Regions from separate parts of the Zea mays genome. Here all the other regions are linked to region 1. The links are chromatin contacts, called in public Hi-C maps. All regions are on one chromosome and are shown on one strand. The core of a region is the stretch at or near the end of the contact, and the rest is flanking DNA. Distances in the headings are between cores, read along the strand shown. Region 1 holds the start of LOC100272688. Region 2 holds the start of LOC100284157 (EMB2752). Region 3 holds the start of LOC100282355.

Region 1 (4,027 bases), core at 671-3,170:
TCTTTTCTCCTTCATCGGCTCTAACAACGGACAAGTCCCGGAAATACCTTCCTCTCATGTTGACAAGATGATTTTCTTTGATACTTGATTTGCCGAAAACCGCATGGCTTGGTCGCCAAGGGCGATCTTCGGAGTCTTCACCACCACTATCCACATCATAACTGTCGCTGTCATCAGTATCTTCAGACAAACCTTCTAAAATCTCTTTGGTGATTTTTTCTGTATTGGTCTTCGACATTGCTATAAGAAACCCCAGATTCTTCTCTTCATCGAGACTCAGCTTCATCTCAGCAGCAGCCTTCTTATCTTCAGACATCTTCGGAAACACTAAAAAACTGTTTTCAATGCCGAAGCTTCAAAACTTAAAAAGCTAAGCAAATCTTGGTGCGCAAGAGCTAAAAATTGAATGAGCGGGAGCAGATGGCAAGAGAGCGTGCCAAATGAGCTTGCGGTATGATCTTATTTATACGCCCAGTGCGTTGAAAATTGAAAGACCCCGCCTGTCAGTGAATGTTGCTATTCTAGCAAAGGGAAGATGTTTTTTCGGACCTTCGGCTTAAAGCCTTCGTTCATGTCGCAATCTAAATTTATTATTTTAAACAAATTAATATTGCGAGAGGCTACTGTTGGGGACCTTCGGCGTACGAAGGTCCTCAAAAACAGAATTTAACAGTATTTCTGGAGTATAATGTGTGAACAGGTATCTTCGGACTCGAGTCGGTATCACAGTAGGAGAAGCCCAAAATAATACGAAGGTTAATACAGCGCCGAAGATGTGAGCGGGAAAGCTTCGACGTGGTAGCAGAAAATGAAACCGACTTAAAGATGAAAAGGCTATTCAGACCTCGGTGGATTACTATAGAATTATTATCAAATGTAAAGAGCATGAATGTAATTTTGTATGGGCTGTGTCCCGTGCCTATAAATAGGTGAACAGTACCCCCTTACTGTTCACGCTGATTTGGCATTTGCTTTTGTGTCACACCTGTATTTTCATCCCCTTCCAAGCTGAAGGTACATTTGTAATTCAATGTCATTTCTGTTTCTTCATAATAATAATGCAAAAATAAGTTGATAATAATATATAATTGTCTATATTATTCTTCATACTCCTTATGATTCATTCTTCGTCATTGTATGCTGTGTTAATAAAGGTACGCCCTTCATAACCTTCGTCTGAAAATCATTATATCCTAAGGGAAATAATGTTTCGAAGGACGAAGGACTTTACCGATTAACATTTTCTGTGTTGCCTTGTTCTTAACTCATAGCATTTGAGAACAAGTCCCCAACAATCCACACATTGGTACTGAAGCTATATAGGCAAACACTCTCCACGTCCTATCAAAGCTCTAGAGATTAGAGGCAAGCGTGCCCTGCATCTTTTTCCATGCCATCCGCCTCTGACCCACGCGCCACCCTTACGTGGCAATCGGCGGAGCCAAGCCGGGGCACGTGCCTAGGCAGGCTGGAAAGTAGCTCCGCCACTGAATAGGCTCTTCCTAGAAAGAGAAAAGCTTCTCTAAAAATTAATAGGAGCCGAGAGTAAAAAGGAGCTTCAAACTGCCCATGTTTTTCTCTAGTCGGTGCTATATCGTAGGAAAAACCATATGATGAGCTATTCAACAAAACGTGATGTTCTTTCTAAAGCTTTTTCTTTAAATAAAGTGGAAGCTATTTTTTAAGGACAAGAGTACCAAAAGGAGCCTTAAATCGACTCAATCACAACTAACATAAATGGATTAATATCAAATCGAACCATCGGCGACCGTTTCGGAATGCTGCGTGTGGTTGTATTCCTCCGACCTTAACGCGTGGAAAAAGGGCAACAAATATGGAAGAGAAAACCCAACCAGCGAAAAGAAATCGGGTGTCGAGTCGTCGCACGGTGTTGCTCGCCATATCCCCTTCCCCCCTCCTCCCTGCGTCCCCCGGCTCCGGCGATCCGCCGCACCTGAACCCTTCTCCACGTCGCCTCGCCGGTAATCGACTACGTTCTCTTTCTTTAGGCAGTCGGTTCGTACCCCAAACTCGGATTCCTCTTTCTGATCCTCCTATACACGCCGCGTCGATTGTATCGTCTTAGGTTGGGTTGAGGTGAGCCGATCAGATCCGATCGGGGCCGGTCCTTGCGCCACTGCTGCGTGAGCTCATCTCGGTCGCCCGCCTGCTCGGCTCGATCGGCCGGGGACGGCGGCGGCCAGATCTGCAATGGAGGGCAACAAGGACGACGCGGCCAAGTGCCTGCGCATCGGCAAGGGCGCGCTCGACGCCGGCGACCGCGCGCGCGCCATCAAGTTCCTGTCCAAGGCAAAGCGCCTGGACCCCTCGCTGCCCATCGACGACCTCCTCACCTCCCTTCTCAACCCCGAAGGCGACTCCCAGGCTTCTTCGCCCCCGCCGTCTTCACCACCGCAAACTGCCGCAGCAGGGGCATCGGAGGCAGTTGAGGCTGATGGGCTGAGAGAGAGGAAGCACAAGGGCAAGAATAGGGAGGAGGAGGCGACTCCTGCTGCCAGGGAGTACACCGCAGAGCAACTCGAGGTCGTGCGCCAGGTCAAAAAGCACACCAGGGACTACTACCAGATCCTCGGCCTGGAAAAGGACTGCAGTGTCGAGGACGTGCGCAAGGCCTACCGGAAGCTCTCGCTCAAGGTGCACCCCGATAAGAACAAGGCCCCTGGCGCAGAGGACGCCTTCAAGGCCGTCTCCAAGGCCTTCCAGTGCCTGACAGATGCTGAGAGCCGCAAACGTTACGACCTTGTTGGCTCGGATGAGCCAGTAACACACCACAGGAGGGCCTCCACTGCCCGTGCATACAATGAGTTCTACGAGGATGACTTTGACCCAGATGAGGTATTCAGAAACTTCTTCTTTGGTGGTATGGCGCCTGCCACCACCAGGCAGTTTGGACAGTTTAGAACTTTCCATTTCAGGACTGGTGGGATGCATGCCCACGGCACACAAAGCACTGGTGGCTCACCTGTCAGGATGCTTATTCAGCTGTTGCCTGTCCTACTGCTGCTGTTGCTCAACTTTCTGCCATCCTCGGAGCCTGTCTACTCGCTCTCTCGTTCCTACCCTTATGAGCATAAGTTCCAAACCCCCCGTGGAGTTCCATACTATGTCAAGATGTCTAATTTTGAGGAGCAGTATCCACACCAAAGCACTGAGCGAGCAACAGTGGAGCGGCATGTTGAGAGGGATTATTATTCCATAATCACACAGAATTGTAGGGTCGAGCTGCAGCGTCGCCAATGGGGCTTGTCATACCAGACACCACATTGTGATATGCTTCAAAAGTTTGAGGCAACAGCACAGTAATAATTCATCCAATGGTGGAAGGTGAGATTCAACTTTCTCTGCACATGGTTTAGCAGTAATAATGTATTTATGTGCCGTGTCGAAGATTTTCTCTAGAGCTTGCAATCTCATGTGCTTTGTATGACAACTTGAATTGCTTTGTAATGCTATGTGCTTAACACTTGTTTTATTTTCTGTTTAATACTAATAACCCTGCCCTTACAGGTGAATAGCTGTATAGCATTGCAGGCAAGTCATGCTTTGCATTTGGCTTTGTTTGTGAATTAGAGGAAGTTCAAGCTGTCATTTTTATATCTGTTTCCTCTAGAGTGTTTCGTAACTAGAGAATGATGAAAAATTAGTTTGATCAATGATGCACATGCATGGCGTTTTCCTTTCCTGTCTTTCTCATGCTGCTGAGGGTTGTCTCAATAGTTTCTTTTAATGTAACTAGTTAGTGGAGATGCATGGCTGCATGCCTGACACACTAGATAAGTGATATATCCTTTCCTAGAGGCATGTTGAAGTGCAGCACACAAATGAAATATTGGAATTACCAGTTGGCTACATAAATAACACATTTGATCAAATATAAGTCCATCTAAGTTTGTCCCGAGTTAAACCTTTTTTAGATTTGCCTTGCAATATTTCTAAAATTTAATATATTACAAATGAAAGGAGTTAAATTTGCCATACTGAATCTAGTTTGTCAATCTTGTGTTGA
Region 2 (4,105 bases), core at 773-3,272, 510 kb before region 1:
TAAAAAAAAATACCATGAAATTCAGTATTCAAACATATATAATATAATGAAAAGCATGTTATATATAAGGTCTAATAACATCTCAATAAAAATAAGTTCAAAAGTTGTATAATTTGTTGTAAATAGTTCTAAAATAATGTGCTGATCAGTGGTACACAGTGCATTTCCTGAAAAGAGATACATAAAAAAGGCTTACTATGACATTTCATGATTCTAACGATTAACGAACCTAATTACTTTAATGGTCATTGGGACTCATCAAATAGGCTATAAAAGTTACCAAGCACTGAACAAGCAGAGCAGATGATTGAAAAGTACCTGCCCTTTGTTTCTACAGGGCGAAAGAATGAACTTCGGCGCACGAGCTTGAGGCTCCGCCGTCGAGTTTCAGAGCTTCTTGCTCGCGATGGGCGCCAGCGCAACCAGGGTCTTCTTCACAGGGCGTCGGCGGGGCCTGGAGTAGGCACGGCGGCCGTCAGCTGAACTTGGAGAAAGCGCGGCGGGGCAGTCTCCGCTAGTGGCGGCGGATGCGGCGGTCTGGCACTTTAAAGGTTCTGTTTGTTTGTCTGATGCCCTCCATTTGGGTACTGACTCCCAGTACCAGCCCGGTACCCGAACGTCAAAAAGAACCGAAATTAGCCCAGCCCAAAAGCTTCAACTCGCCCAGAGCATGCCGCCAGCGCTGCGCCGCGCCGGCCACCTCCCAGTGCAGTCGGCCGCGAGATCCACCACGCGGTTGTGTGCTTACAGGGTTTCTTCAACTCCGGTGAGCCTAGTTCGAGTCCGCGGTTGTGTGCTTAAAGGTGAATGGAGATTGTATTGTTTATTTGGAAAATAACACACATGAAAAACACGATCATATTTGAGCTATCTTTATATTCTATTCAGATATGATCATCAATCGGCAGCATGTTTGCCTGGAAGTTAGAACGACAGAATATTGTGGAGACGTGCAACAATACTCAAGCAATAGAACAGAATGGGAGCTAGAATCTAGCTAGGGTAGGGTAGTAGGTATCCATGCCAACGTTTTCTGATTTTTTTCTTTATTTGAGGTCTTCAGTTCTCCTGATCTTATCTTACTCGTGTATTCCAGACAGACAGGTACAGGCGTACAACCAGGAGAGTGGGAGAGGCACAAAAGCAGGGCTCCAATTTCTTTTTTTCGATCGAGACCAGATACATGCTTCTTCTGAAAAGTTTTGAAGCAAGCTCGAAGCTCCTACGCCGTCTTGGCCTCGTCGGGCGGCTGAATGAAGCGCGGAACTTCTCCGTTCATCACCCTCCAAGGCCCCCAGTAGAACTTGGGCGGCATGATCGGCACCGCCTCGCCGGGGTGATCCTCCCAGTACTTCTCCTGCGATTTTCAGCAAAAACGAGTCAGTTTAGCTTGCCTAGCGAGGTCAATGAAGCACAGCCCGAATTCTCGAAATGCTCCGAACAAATCTGATGTTTTCCAGTGAATCACAACAGAACAGAAGCTCTGCAGATGCAATGAGCAGATGAATTCAGGCACCGAATGCCGCGAAATCATGCGAAGGGGCTGAAAATTTTGAACTATCACACAGGGGTCAGGGTCCCTATGTGCGAGGCAAGCGAGCGGGAGATCCGCGGCGGCTGGCGCAGTTTCTCGGGCAAGCATTCCAACGAGCACCTGGCAGGCGCTGCAGTACCTGTGGCCGGCGGGAGAGGAACAAGGGCAAGGAGGGTCAAGGCGCTGAGGTTGGCAGACCTTGTAGAGCTGCTCGGTGACGGCGGCCCCGACGACGCCGGTGTAGAAGGCGGCGACGTAGGTGCCGACGAGTGGCGCGAAGGAGCGCGGCGGGCGGTAGGGCTCCACCATGTCCCACAGCACCGTCTTCTCCCACTTGTGGAACTGCCGGTCCGCGTACCACCTCCAGAACCGGCTCGACATCGCAGTCACCTCCTTCTTCCCCTCCTCCCCTCCCAGTACCACCCCTGCCTGCGCTCGCGCGACCTCGCCGCCGGTGGCCCGGTGCTGGAGACGTGAGGCTTCGCAATGGGCCGACGCGTTTGTTCATTGTATTCAATAGTTGGGTCGTGCGGGCCCACGTGGCCCGTTAGACTCTCTCTAACAAGACCTAAAAATCTCTCATGTACGGGGACGAAGATGTTCGGCACGTCTCTAACAACAACCACTATATCATCTGGTAAAATTTAGGGTATATTCATCGTCCGCTATTTTTAACGGACTCGCTGTTGATCACTATCCATCGCGTCGCGCTCACTCCCGCGTTTGACTTCATCGTGCTCGTCATCGAGATCCTCCGCCATCACTCCTCCCCACCCAAGTCCCACGAGGTCGCCTCACAGTACATGAGCTCCAAGCATCCTCTGCTCTAGTCAACGTCGTCGTAGCTCTCAGCGATGGTGAGCTCAACTGCCTCGCCGTCGTCCTCGTCGCTGCCCTCTCCCGCGGAGCAGAAGAAGTTGTCTCGTCGCCGTAGTCCGAGCAGCGCGTACAGCGGGGCAGCATAGCCGAGAGGGAGTACACAAGGAAAGAGGAAGACAGAGGAGGAGAGACCGGAGGTTGGTCGTCTACCTCGTCGTGCTTCTGGTGCTGTTGCATACTGCGCATCACGTCCATGGCTTGGCATGGAAATCGTGGACGCCTTATTCCTGATCGACGAAATGTCTGACAAGCAATATACACATGAACGATGTTTTGTCCAATACGGATTTATTTTAGAAAATTGAGTCGGTTAGCTTTTTATATTATTTGCACCAATACAAATGTCTGGTACATTATTTGCTTAAATATGTAATAATTTTATTTTCACCACAAAGTTAATATGTACTATAGCGTATTTTAATTTCGCGACATCTGAACTATTTTTTAAGCGGTGAAAAACTAATATGTATTGTTAAATCTGGTAGCACTGTAGATATAGAGGACTAAATTTAGTAGACGTTGCTGAAGATGGAGAAGATATAGAAGACAATTTTTTTATATTATAATATAAAAGATATAGAATATTAATTTATGGGATAAAATTTAGTGGACAGGGCTGCCTTACGGCAACGACTGCTATGCAAGCAGTCCTTCTGTGCAAGCGTGCAAGCAAATCATCTGATCTATTAGATCGTGATCTAACCGTAGGTCACATTTAACACTTAAACCCTTCCACCACCAGCTCAATAATCTTTATAAGAAAACCCCTAACAAATCATGGTTGTATCTGTGGTTGGATCGTAATCTAATGGATCATATGGTTTGCTTGCACGCTTGCACAGAAGAACTGTTTGCATAACCGTTGTTGCCCTGCCTTACAGCCCAACCCAAGTGTGCAGTCTCCACTTGACCACCGCGCCGCGAAAACACGCACAAAAAAACAGCCAGTCGAAAGTGACGATGAAGAAAAAAACAGAAACAACTCGCGGTTTCATGCGCCACTCCGGCTCCTCCTCCGCCCGCCGCAGACGAGATGGGCATCAAGGCAGAGGCAATTCCATGGAGGGTAGAGGGGGGCAATGTCACCCCTAATCCTCTCCAAATTCCATAAAATCTACTAACTTTTTAGCTAATCACCATATAAATAATATAAAATACCTCCTAACAGCCCCTCTCAGATCTCTCAGTTTCAAATGCTGGTTTCGCCCCTGCATCAAGGTGAGTGCCGGGGGTGGGTGGGTCCGTCCTCCCTCTACTTTCCTTTAGGCTTTGTTCGTTTGTGCCGGATTGGTGGGTTGGAACGATTCCTAACCGGATTGCTTCTCTAATTTATATAAACTTTGATTAGCTGGAACGATTCTGGGTGCAATCCGACACAAACGACCAAGACATTAAAGTTTGGATTTTCGGGTTGATGCCAACATGTCGTCTGATGGCGAATCAGTTGACGGTTTCTGCCTCTTTTTGCGTCTTCGACGTGTTTAGGGTTTAACGAAACTGCTGGCGGACAATGCGTCCAAGCTGATGAAGGAGCAAAAGTTCAAGAGCTACTTCAGTCGCAAAATCGTCGTCGACGCCAGCATGAGCATCTACCAGTTCTTGGTGCGCTCTGCTCCAACACTAGTCCGCATTGTTTTTCCTCGCCGTCCTGGGCTTAAGATGGAACTGCCTGTTTTGTCGGCGTTTCGAGAC
Region 3 (4,290 bases), core at 1,602-4,101, 620 kb before region 1:
GTGCCAAATGGCCATCTATAGCTGGGTATTGTTTTGGCATTTATTTGTTGATTTGTTGCTGTTGGACTTTATGTGTTGGATACTGTTTGCACACTTGGTCCATGTTAATTCGTTGCTGTGATGAGCCATAACAAGTAAGAACAACCAACTGATCAACTGGTTCTTCAATGAAATATAAGCTGATACGCTTGGCTTCTGAGCTGCATATTGGTTTCATACTCTTTATTTAGTATTACTTCTAACATTATGTGTTCGTTTGTAAGATATTTGTTCTGTTGTGTTGCTTGAATGGTCCTGTGCTGGTTTCTCTTGTTAGGTAGACTCTCTTCTCTTTTATATTTTTGGGTTCCATTGCTAGTGCAAGGTTTAGCTGTGATGAGCCATAACTTTTAAGAAAACCAACCGATCAATTGGTTCCTTCAATGAAATATAAGCTGATACGCTTGGCTTCTGAGCTGCATATTGTTTCATACTCTTTATTTAGTATTACTTCTAACATTATGTGTTCGTTTGTAAGATATTTGTTCTGTTGTGTTGCTTGAATGGTCCTGTGCCGGTTTCTCTTGTTAGGTAGATTCTCTTCTCTTTTATATTTTTGGGTTCCATTGCTAGTGCATGGTTTAGCTGTGATGAGCCATAACTTTTAAGAAAACCAACCGATCAATTGGTTCCTTCAATGAAATATAAGCTGATACGCTTGGCTTCTGAGCTGACCTTGCAGGATATTTAAGTCTTGTATCATTGGTTTCCTGCTTTTCGTTTAGAATGAACACTAATAATGTACAGTGCTTCGGTTTCTAATTTGCCTTTTGTTTGTGCTGCAGGTTGGCGACAACTATTACAGGCCTGATCTGACCAAGTCGGCCCTTGGTAGGCTGAGCTCTGTGTACCGCAGCCTCCAGGTTGCCAAGTCTGGTGTCAAGAAGAAGAACAGGCAGCCTACGCACTAAGCCTGTGTTCTGTCGTTGGTGCCCATAGTCTCAGCTTATATTTATCCAATGTCTCCAACAGTTTTGAGACTTGTTAGAACTAGAGCAAATCGTGTTAAGATGTTGCCGTTTGTCATTCTATAGCAAGAATTCCATGACAAAGATTGCTTGGCACTTGATTGCTGCTTTGTTTGCAAGCTGGCTGGCCGGGATTACCCCTGATTTTTGTTGGGTTCTGGAACATGTATGTCTAGCTTCTTATTGGGTGCTTTTGGTTGCCTGTGGACTGTGGTTGCCTGCATATTGTCTGGCGAGGCTCACGTTCTGGTTGGTTGCCTATCAGCCTCTTCAGCGTTCTGGTTGGTTGCCTGGTCAGCCTCTTCAGCTCGATAGGAATTAGCCGTTTCTCTAAGGCCAGCCTCTGTCGGTGCAACCGTCTTTTCTAATGAGATTAACATGTAATTAGTGTCTATTAAATAAATTTATCCCGACATATGAAGGAATTGGCCGTTTTGTTAAAGACAGCCTCGGTGCAACCATTAGTCTTTTCTAATGACAGATTAACATGAAATTTGTGTATTAAATAAATTTAATTTATTTAAAAATGGAGACAACCGACAGGCCCATTGTGGCTTAGGAATGAAAATACCAACTATTGCTGTTAGACGTGGCCAGCAGCCAAGTCCCGTCGCAGGACTGTTTGCTGCATGTTTAGATTCATACGCTGAAGTGTTCAAATCAGGATGAGGTACAGGTACATTAGATCCATACGCTAGCTGGATACATTCGGACTGCAGAATATAGATAGTCATGGTTGGCATCCTGGCAGTTGGTTACATCTTGTGAGTAATCTGCGCGTTGCCGTTCAGCAGTTTCACCGGTTCTTGCTGCTGCTGCTGGGACCCGATCCGCTGCCAAACTGCGCGGTAAGCCGTGAGGCCAAGCTTGTGCACCCTGTCGTACACGGTCTCCGGGCGCAGCGGCGCGACGTAGAGGCCGACGGCGTCGAGCTGCCACCCGCTCCTCCCGCAGAAGCCGACGATGACGCCGCCGTCCACCGGGAACTCGAAGGGCGTGCCCTCCGCCACGCCGAACGGCCCGTACGCCCCCTGGTTGGTCCGGAACGCCAGCGAGCGGATGACCGGCGAGCCGCCGGGCGCGATCGGCGCGTAGTGCCCGCTCACCGTTGTCAGGTACTCGTCCGGGTAGCCCAGCTTGATCTGTGTACGTACGCGCGCACGGTTCAGAAACCACCCAGCGGAAGGAGCCGTGTCACTGATCGTGACTGACGGGGGTGATTGGTTTGGCGGCGGACGTGCCTGGGTCGTGTGGCTGGCGGCGGCTCCTCCGTGCCGCTCCCCAGTGACGGGCATGCCGTCCCTGTCGTACTCCACGCTGATGGACTCCATGAACCGGTCGTAGGACATGGTGATGCTGCGGATCCCGGAGTAGCCGCCGTCGTCCCACGGGTGTCCCCCGGCGCCGCCCCATGGGCCGACCTTGATCAGCTTCTTCTTCGACACCACCATCTTCCTCTGCGATTGCTGCTGCCCCAAAAAAAAAGACATGCAGTTTTTTTTTAAATTCAGACATTCCCCATTTCGGAAATCCTGTATGCTTTCAACCACACGCCCTAGTTAGTTCCTCTCTTTTCAAACCAATGAAAGAACGAAAGAAAAAAAGTTTCAGCAGTTTATGTCTGAACAGAGAGGCATGCGAGAAAGACGCGAAATTCCTAACGGCGCGCAGGAACAAAAAGCAAACGAACAGAACACTAGTGAAGTCCATGTGTGCACCATGTTTCCTTCCCTTCCAGGGGGGTCTTGAGAGAATGCACAAGTGGTTAGGTTTTGCAGCCAAAGTTCCTTGAAGAGCAAGGGTGCTTAATAGATAGACAAGAGGTACTGAAGAAATTGCCCAGCAAAACAAAAGGTGCAGCAGGATGGGACGGATAGCTGGGGACAAAAGAATTAGATGCCCTAAGGAGGGGGGCTAGGGGATGAGTACACTGCTTTTCTGGAACGATAAGCATATTGCACAAAGAGCGCTCTGTTCTTGATCTGGAAGTTTCGTAGGATAATCTTTGAAACTGTGGATAATCCTCGGTTCGGTTTTAGCAGCAATGTCCCTGGAATTTTTTTTCTATGTAATTAGATTGAGTAAACTGTCTATGAGTTGAAGTTACCTTACCTTCAAGAAAAATGGAAGATCTAACAACGGTCGCAGTGCTCCCTTAGACTCCAAGCTCACAAGGTCTTGGTACCTTTACTTACATCAGATGGTGACTCGAAAAACAGAAAACGATGGTGACTCAAGAACATTTTTTCTCTCCCAGTCAAGCTAGCTATGCTTTGTCAGTAAAGGGACGGGCATGAAAGGTCTGGTGGACGATCATGGAACTGGAGAACAATACGCCATTGAGCTGATAGCATCATTGGCGAGAGCGAACAACTCATCCTGCCCGTCGTTCTTTCTTTTTAAGCACATCCAGCCAGCCAAACTTGCATGCACGAAACACTGAAATGTCCACCACACAGCCCACAGGGACATATGTGTGATGTGTCCAACAATCATCACCGGGAGGGAGCCAGGTCCAGTTGGTTTCGGTTGCCACTGAACAACACACAGCTAAGGAGAATCTTAGCTGACAGCGTGCGCAAAGTCCAGAAGAAGCCAATAATACACACAGCCAAAGCCAACGAATTGGCAGATGATAGGTGGCTGTCGTTTTCTGAAGCTTCAGGTGCACTTGCGGTAATTATGGTGCCTGTGGCTTCAAGTAAATACCTGTATGTGTGTGTGTGACTGCAAAGCGACCGTGCCGTCTCTATCTAACCGTCTTTGTGACACCGTGCTGTCTGTGCCCTTTCATCGTTGAGCAGACTGGACTTTTCCAAATAAGCAAAACTGTCAGCCATATCCCCTTGGGCCGTCGGGTATATCGATGTGCATGCAGTGGTTTGTTTCATCGAGCCAGACTGTACTGCTGCAGCCTAGAATAGAACCCTGCTGATCTGTGCTTTGCTGGAATACATCGGTATCATCAGCAGCTAATCTGTAGTTCTCAGATGAGGTGTACTGCTGCCTGTTGTGCAGAGCATCCTGCACTTTCACTTTGTTTCTTGCATAGTCGCATTGGCTGCCAATTATTAAAAAGAAAAACGGTAAAGAAGCAAGTCCCCCAAATCTGGATTATGAAAAATCAGAAATCTGCTAATTGTAGATTGGTTCTATATATGTCACTGAGGACCAGCAGTCTCCTAGCTTTAAGCTAATTATGGGGTGGCACTAAATTATGAGCTGGCCGATGGGAAATACGTAGCGAATAGGCCAGACTGTGAACGTGAGGCCCCAACCCTCC

Evidence for each region. Hi-C and Micro-C count contacts between places; a contact is called where the count stands out from the background.
Region 2: a Hi-C map of tassel shows a contact between it and region 1, with 7 times the contacts expected there. The contact joins the promoter of LOC100284157 here to the promoter of LOC100272688 in region 1. A contact is called at or near these places in 2 of 25 Hi-C or Micro-C datasets (bundle sheath and tassel).
Region 3: a Hi-C map of tassel shows a contact between it and region 1, with 3 times the contacts expected there. The contact joins the promoter of LOC100282355 here to the promoter of LOC100272688 in region 1. A contact is called at or near these places in 3 of 25 Hi-C or Micro-C datasets (ear, leaf mesophyll and tassel).

Annotation. Positions count from the first base shown.
Region 1 is chr8:63,104,382-63,108,408 of Zm-B73-REFERENCE-NAM-5.0, reverse strand. LOC100272688 reads left to right here and starts at 1,920. Exons shown (of 2, transcript NM_001147144.1): 1 at 1,920-3,345. The coding sequence starts at 2,212. The coding sequence ends at 3,324.
Region 2 is chr8:63,616,622-63,620,726 of Zm-B73-REFERENCE-NAM-5.0, reverse strand. It overlaps LOC100284157 (EMB2752), which reads right to left and starts at 2,022. Exons shown (of 2, transcript NM_001157054.1): 1 at 1,733-2,022; 2 at 1,016-1,357. The coding sequence starts at 1,915. The coding sequence ends at 1,223. It overlaps LOC100383422 (phosphoribosylamine--glycine ligase), which reads right to left and starts at 581. Exons shown (of 5, transcript NM_001176074.1): 1 at 319-581.
Region 3 is chr8:63,727,378-63,731,667 of Zm-B73-REFERENCE-NAM-5.0, reverse strand. LOC100282355 reads right to left here and starts at 2,851. Exons shown (of 3, transcript NM_001371853.1): 1 at 2,726-2,851; 2 at 2,249-2,476; 3 at 1,640-2,149. The coding sequence starts at 2,728. The coding sequence ends at 1,763. It overlaps LOC100281129 (60S ribosomal protein L28-like), which reads left to right. Exons shown (of 4, transcript NM_001371852.1): 4 at 825-1,190. The coding sequence ends at 950. It overlaps LOC111590092 (small nucleolar RNA R24), which reads left to right and starts at 621; the gene lies at 621-713. It overlaps LOC111590094 (small nucleolar RNA R24), which reads left to right and starts at 367; the gene lies at 367-459. It also overlaps LOC111590093.